Linked DNA regions of Sus scrofa: region 2 is linked to region 1. A link is a contact called in public HiChIP or PLAC-seq data. All regions are on one chromosome and are shown on one strand. Each heading gives the region's core, a stretch centred on a gene start, on an enhancer-like site or on the middle of the called end of the contact. The rest is flanking DNA. Distances are from core to core; before and after follow the strand shown. Region 1 holds the start of USP3 (ubiquitin carboxyl-terminal hydrolase 3). Region 2 holds the start of RAB8B (ras-related protein Rab-8B).

Region 1 (3,271 bases), core at 714-3,213:
AGAGTGTTTTTAAAAGGCAGAGTGTGGGGCACACAAGGGCATCACACACCTGGAGGTAACCTGAAGGTGGGGCAGGGTCGGGAAAGGACTCCCTGAGGAAGTGATGTTCAAGCTGAGGTCTAGATGATAAGGAAACTGAGTCCTTTTGAGGGTGAAAAAAGTAGCATTACACGCCAGGATGAAAGACCCTGGTGAGTCAGTTCCATGGCTAAAAGAAGGAGCATGGATGATAATCGGGGGTAGCTGTCCAGAGGGAAACAGGTTGATCCAGACAGGCTTTGAAAAAGAATCAGTTGATAGGAGAGGGCTGGAGAGCCTGAGCAGAGGGCACATCTATTGTTTATACTCCCCCTTCCTAGGAATTATTCTCACTTGCTGTCATTAAAAAAAAGGGGGGCTATAAATTATTGACTTCCTACTGGGGGTGGCAAGTCTTGTGAATTCTCACGTCTTCCTTTGGAGATAAGCATTGTTTTCTCAGTTTTATAGACATAAAGGGCTTGGAAAGACTAGAAACACTGGCTAAAGTTGGTCCTCAAGTAGGCAGCAGAGCTAGGATTTGAGCAGCCGCACTTTCCACAATTCGGCACTGCCATAAAACCTCAAGATGGCTTGCTCTAACAGCAGTCAAAACTTGGGAGGCAACCAAAGAGTGTTGACCGAGGAATGGGAAATACTGGGGGGGAAAGAATGGGGGGAGAGTAAGGAAGGGTCAACAGAGATGCCGCAGGTGAATGGACACCGTTAGGCAGAGGAGTGCGCGGCAGAAACCAAGTGGTGGCGGGTAGTGTGGGGGATGGCGAAGCGTGGGAAGTGACTGAGAGGGCACTCCTGGACTGTTGCAGGACTGCCCTGTGGGGAGGTGCTCTGCTCTAACCACTACCCGGCCTGGCCCGGTTAATCATTTCCTGACCTTCCTTCCTCCTCTCACCCGGCCCGAGGGATTGCCACATCAGCCTTCCCCTCCCCCTCCCTGCCTCCTGGCCCTGTTGCTCCTTCGCCGGGTTTTACAAGGAGCCCCAACTTTGAGGCAATGTTTGTAATAGCCCCAGACATCCCCAAGGCAGTGCCCCCACAAAGATCGCAGCCTCGCTAGGGCGTAACCCCTGCCCCAGAGGCTGGCCCTATCCTTTTTCCACAAAGAGATCAGAGTGCCTGGGAGCCAATCCTAGTACGGATTAACGGTAAAAAGGGGGATGGTAACAGCTGCTGGCGTGATGGTGCGAGGTTTAAATGAGGTATTATTTGTAAAGTGCCTGGTTAGGAGGCAGCAGTGGGTGTTTAACAATTGTTAGGTCCCTTCTCTTTTCGTCACCTGGTAACAGTGACCGCGCTCTCAGCAAACGCAGGTTAAAACTATCTCACTTAAATTTACACTGAGGGTGAGGTATGAATGTCCGATCGTCTGCTCAAAGTAACGGAGATGGTGAGTCACTGTGACAGGGGTTGAACACAGGTTCATGAGTGCCCACGCGGGACCAGCCACTCAGCACCCAGGTGGCTGGCTAAGGTCACGTGTTCAAAAACTGGAACTCGATCACTATCGCACCTGCCGAAGGGAGCAGAACACTAAACTAGCACTGCTCTGGGACCTATGCACCCCGGTGGGTCTAGGCCCTTAATCTAAGCTTGTGTCTTCCTGTGTAAAAATGGGGCCACAGAGCCTGTCTGCCCAGGTGGTTTTTATTTTCTTCACATTTTTTTTGTGTGGTCAGATTTTCTACCGCGCTGTAGCCAGTCCACCACACACAACGCAGAAGCACTCTTTGTGAGCGCTCGCCCGGCCGCGGTAAAAGCGGCGGACTGGCCCTGTGTGCCCTGGTTTAGCGCCCCACCCTTCCAGGGGCGGGGAAGCCGCGGCAGTCCCGGCCAACAGAGTTGGGAAAGTCACTTCCGAGTGCAGCCAGACCCTGGGCGACCCGCCTGCGAGCGCGGGGACCCCCACCCCGCGGGAGAGGACGGGGGCGGGGCTGGGCTTGGAGGCGGGGCCTGCCCGGGGCAGGGCGGGGCCAGCCTGGGAAGACGGAAGCCCCCAGCCTAGGGGTGGCGGCAGAACCCGGATTCCGGAGTACCACGTTTTCCGGAGCCGGGCCTCAGGAGACGGCGGGCGGGAAAACCCGGCTCCCGGAAGCTTTTGCTTTCTTTGACGCAAGGGCTCGGGACTCAGCTGCCGTCTGCCGAGCGCCCGGCGAGGAGCGACCCCAGACGGATCCTTCTTAGTCCCTCCGCCCCCCACCTCGCCGGGTCCCGGAGCCTCCGTCCTTCTCGCCGCTCTCCGGGTGGCCATGGAGTGTCCGCACCTCAGCTCCAGCGTCTGCATCGCTCCGGACTCAGCCAAGTTCCCCAACGGCTCCCCGTCGTCCTGGTGCTGCAGCGGTGAGTGCGGCCCCAGGCGGCCCTGAAGCGCACCCGAGGCCCCGGCTCTGTGGGGCCTGCCGTCTAGGGGCCGCTGGCGGCCGGCGCGCGGACTTGGGAAGGGGTGAGGGCGAGCGGGGCTCGGCGGCTGGGGAGGGGTACGCGGCGAGGCGGGTGGTGCGGCGGCAGGCGGAGCGGCGGCGGCAGCTCCTTTGTTTCCCGGGGCCCGACGGTCCGGCCGGCAAAGGAGAGGCCCGTGAGGGGCGGGAGCCCGCGGGGCCCACGAGCGCGTGGGGGCGGCAGCGAGCGGGGACCTTGGTCAGCGGCTCGCGCCCCCGCGCAGCCCTGCTGTGATCGGGGGCTGCGCTGGCCCGTGTCCCCGGGTCGGGGGCGGCGGGGGCGGGTGTCCGGCCCCCACAAGGCGGCCGCACGTGTGGCGGGGCCCGAGTTTCGTCCCCTCCTTGACGGGACGGCAAAAGCGTTGCTCTCGGGGCGCAGCTTTGTCCAGGCTGCGGGGCGCGCTCTGGGGCCCTTCGCTACCTGCCTGGGCCCCCCATGCACCCGCGACCCGACCCACGCCGACCGGCGGGAACCGGGACCCGGAGAGGTGCTGAGTACTCAGGCGGCGAAGGTCGGAGTCTTTCATCAGCCAGAAAGGGTGAAGTTTGAAAACAGGCTGCTGGTTAAAAAGCTGAGAAGGCTAATCGAGCAGCTGCTTTGGAGGGGTAGCTCGAGTTGTCTTTCATATCTTTCGGATTGTCCGAAATTGCCTTGGGATTTCCGAGTTTTTGTGCTGTAGGACAGTTATTAGGTTTATGTAATGCTTTTGCATTGCTTAAGCTTCTTAACTCCTTCTGCCAGGCCCCTTCGAAGCCCCAGTACCCCCTTATTGTCTGCTCTAGAGACTTAGGATCGC
Region 2 (3,173 bases), core at 185-2,684, 320 kb before region 1:
AAGAATTCCCAAGTCAGTGGGTTCTTATTCATACAGAGAGAGAATGCCAATGATTGTGTGTAGCTAGAGCAACTACAAGTTATTTTAATCACTACATATTTTATAAAAGAAAGAAGATTCCCGTGGTCTTTGAAGGGTTTTTTTTTTCCTCCCCTCTTTTCCAGAACGAAGAGGAAGGTATAGTACTGAGCTGTCCACATTTCTTCGGCCTTGGCTGAGGCCAGATTCACAGACGTGTTCAAGAACTGGCAGGGGCAGGGAGGCTCAGCCTGTGCCAAAAGGCAGAATCCCTCCTCATTAGGGGTTGGGTTTCTGCCACTAGTGAGTGAGAGAGGCCTGGACCCATACATTCACAAAACAAAGAATAATAGTCTAAGACAGTAAATAAAGGATTAAGTTGGGTATAACAGAAGGCTGCTGTCCTCCATTTGTCATCCATTAAGAGAGAACCACAGAAGGCTGAAGAAGGTAACCATCATCACCGACATTTCTACAATGCCTTGAGGATTTCAAAGTGCTTTCACATTCAGTACCTCACTTATTTTTTTCCTACAACCCTATGAAACAGCTTGTTTTTTCAGATGAGAAAACTGAGGTGCAGAGAGCCTGTGTGTTGGTAAGCTGCTGAAACAAGACAAAATCCAAATCTTATCCTCTAGATTCTCATGTTCGTAGTTCCTCTATTGCACGATGCTTGCAATTTTATAGGGCAAGACCTGTAACAGAAGCCTTAAAAATTTCATTTCCCCGATTTTTTTTTTTTTTTTTTTTTGGTCCATCCTGCTGCGGGTGGTGGGGGAGTGGGGTAAGCGGTATGCACAGCAGATCCTCTAAATTACCCACTGTACTTGGTTCTGCTCTGGAGGCGTAAGGAGAACAGGAGTGGGGTTCAAGTTAGAACGGCAACCATTCTTTTCAAGCTCTATAACTGAGGGTCTGCAGGAGAGGGCTTAGACGTGGTGCTGGGCAGGAACTGCAGGAAAAGCCAGATAAGGCGCTCTGCAGATAATCCACAGGCTGCGCCACGGCAGCGTGAAGGAGAGAAAGCATCTCAGTTCTGGGTCCCAGTAGAAGAGATGAGGGAACCGAAGGACTCCGATTCCGAGGTCCTGGAATTGAAAGGCGCTGGCACACAAAGAATAGACGAAGTTAAGTTCCGGTGGCGCGACCTGCGGAGTTGGAAACCTGGCCTCACATCTTAGCTCAAGTGGAAACGCCTAATCCCCAATCATCCCGCCCAGAACGGATCTTCTTTTTATCCTCTGGGGGCCCGGGGACAGCCTGCCGGGGGAACGCCCGTAGCTCCTCAAAGAACTACAGATCCCATACAGCATGGGGGCACCGGCGGTGATGACGAAAACCCCGAGGATTGGTCACGAGGGGCGGGGCGCGCAGGCCGTCTCCGAGGAAGGGGGCGGGGAGAGGGGCGGGGCGATCGGTGGCTCAGCGGGCACGCCCCCTGGCCCGCGGCACCCTCCCCGCCTCTCTCTGCCGCTCCTTTCGCTCCCCGGTCAGAGGGCCGGAGAGAGAAGATGGCGAAGACGTATGATTATCTGTTCAAGCTGCTGCTGATCGGCGACTCGGGCGTGGGCAAGACCTGCCTCCTATTCCGCTTTTCCGAGGACGCCTTCAACACCACCTTCATCTCCACCATCGGTGAGGGAGGGGACGCGGCCGGGGACGGGGAGTGAGAAATGGGGGGCGGGTGCGAGGGGCCGAGAGCGTGCGGGGGGGTGGCTCGGGAGCCCCAGGGAGGGGACCCTGGGAACGGCAGGGCGGCGAGGTCCGTGGGAAAGGGGCAGGCGGGGACATGAGCTGGTGTGTGGGGGGAGAGGTTGAAGGGAGGAACTTGGGGGTAAAGGAAGGGGAAGGGGAACCAGAGGAACAGGACTAGGGGTATTTGGGGAAATGAGAGAGTTGGGAGTGTGACAGGGAGGCGTCTTAGAGGGACAAAGTGTGTGGGGGGGGCACACAGGAAACCTCCTGGAGAGAGATAAAGGGTAGTGGGTGTGAAACGGATTGAAAGACAGGAAGGAGGAAGGAAATGTGAAGGGGGAAATGAAGGGTTAGGGGAATGGGAATGGGAGGTCCATGAAGTAAAGGGACAGAGGACACAAGGGACAAGAGAGGTGAGAACCTGGGAATCCGAGCAGGATTCAGGGGAATGAGTGATCAGGAGGTGAGCGATGAGGGGCACTGGTTACAAGAAATCTGGTCAGAGATATCATGGGAAGGGGCAGAAGAAAACTGCAGGTAGGAGAAGAGTTTAGGACACCAGAGGACAGAATAGAATGAGGATACTTGTTGGAGAAAGTAAAGGAGAGCTGAGTGTGAAACAGAAAGGAAAAAGGGAAGCAGAATATACAGTAGAGAGGCTGAGTGGAGCAGAGATGGGAAAGGGTGAGGAAATGGAGAGTAGGACTTTCTCCAGTAACTGGGAGCACTGGTTACCATTTTCTCTCTTTGGATAAAGTGCAGGAGAAAGAGCAGAAAATGACGAGTAATGGGATACTGTCTATGGAGTTTTAAATTATTCTGTGAGTGTTAAATCAGCATTAAGAGAATTGGTGACTTTGGGAATGGTGTGGTCAGGAACATTTGGTTCATTCCTTCACTATCTCCTGAGAAGCTGTACTTGACAATTTTCAAAATTCTTAGCCTTGAAGGTTTAGTAACTTCTCAGCTGAGGAATTGATCTTAGGTTCTATCTGCATCCCTGTACATTTTCCTTTGGTTTTAGTTATTACTTGCTAAATGGATCACAACATGCCATATACCCCCCAGTTACTTTCAGTTGATTCTGATTTTTCCAGTCTTGGCCAGGAGCTGTCCTTCCTACTTTTTCGAAGATGTATTCAGGTAACAGGATCTCTTAACTTAGTGTAAACTGAAGAAGAGCAAATCAGAGCTGGTTTTCTGCCTATTCAAGTGACCTGCTCCTTAAGAATGGTAGCTCTTGGTTGTCTGGTTGATGTTTGTGGCTTCTTTTTTTATTTTTTTTATTTTTATTTTTTTTGCTATTTCTTGGGCCGCTCCCTCGGCATATGGAGATTCCCAGGCTAGGGGTTGAATCGGAGCTGTAGCCACCGGCCTACGCCAGAGCCACAGCCAGAGCCACAGCAACGCGGGATCCGAGCCGCGTCTGCAACCTACACCACAGCTCACGGCAACGC

What was found. HiChIP or PLAC-seq counts read pairs in DNA pulled down with a chosen protein or histone mark.
Region 2: an H3K27ac HiChIP or PLAC-seq map of alveolar macrophages shows a contact between it and region 1. The contact joins the promoter of RAB8B here to the promoter of USP3 in region 1. A contact is called at or near these places in 2 of 5 promoter capture datasets (fetal liver and liver), 1 of 47 Hi-C or Micro-C datasets (liver) and 1 of 2 datasets of contacts at active chromatin or transcription factors (alveolar macrophages).

Annotation. Positions count from the first base shown.
Region 1 is chr1:108,514,303-108,517,573 of Sscrofa11.1, reverse strand. It overlaps USP3 (ubiquitin carboxyl-terminal hydrolase 3), which reads left to right and starts at 1,963. Exons shown (of 16, transcript XM_021094102.1): 1 at 1,963-2,376.
Region 2 is chr1:108,838,483-108,841,655 of Sscrofa11.1, reverse strand. It overlaps RAB8B (ras-related protein Rab-8B), which reads left to right and starts at 1,434. Exons shown (of 8, transcript XM_001929029.7): 1 at 1,434-1,656. The coding sequence starts at 1,533.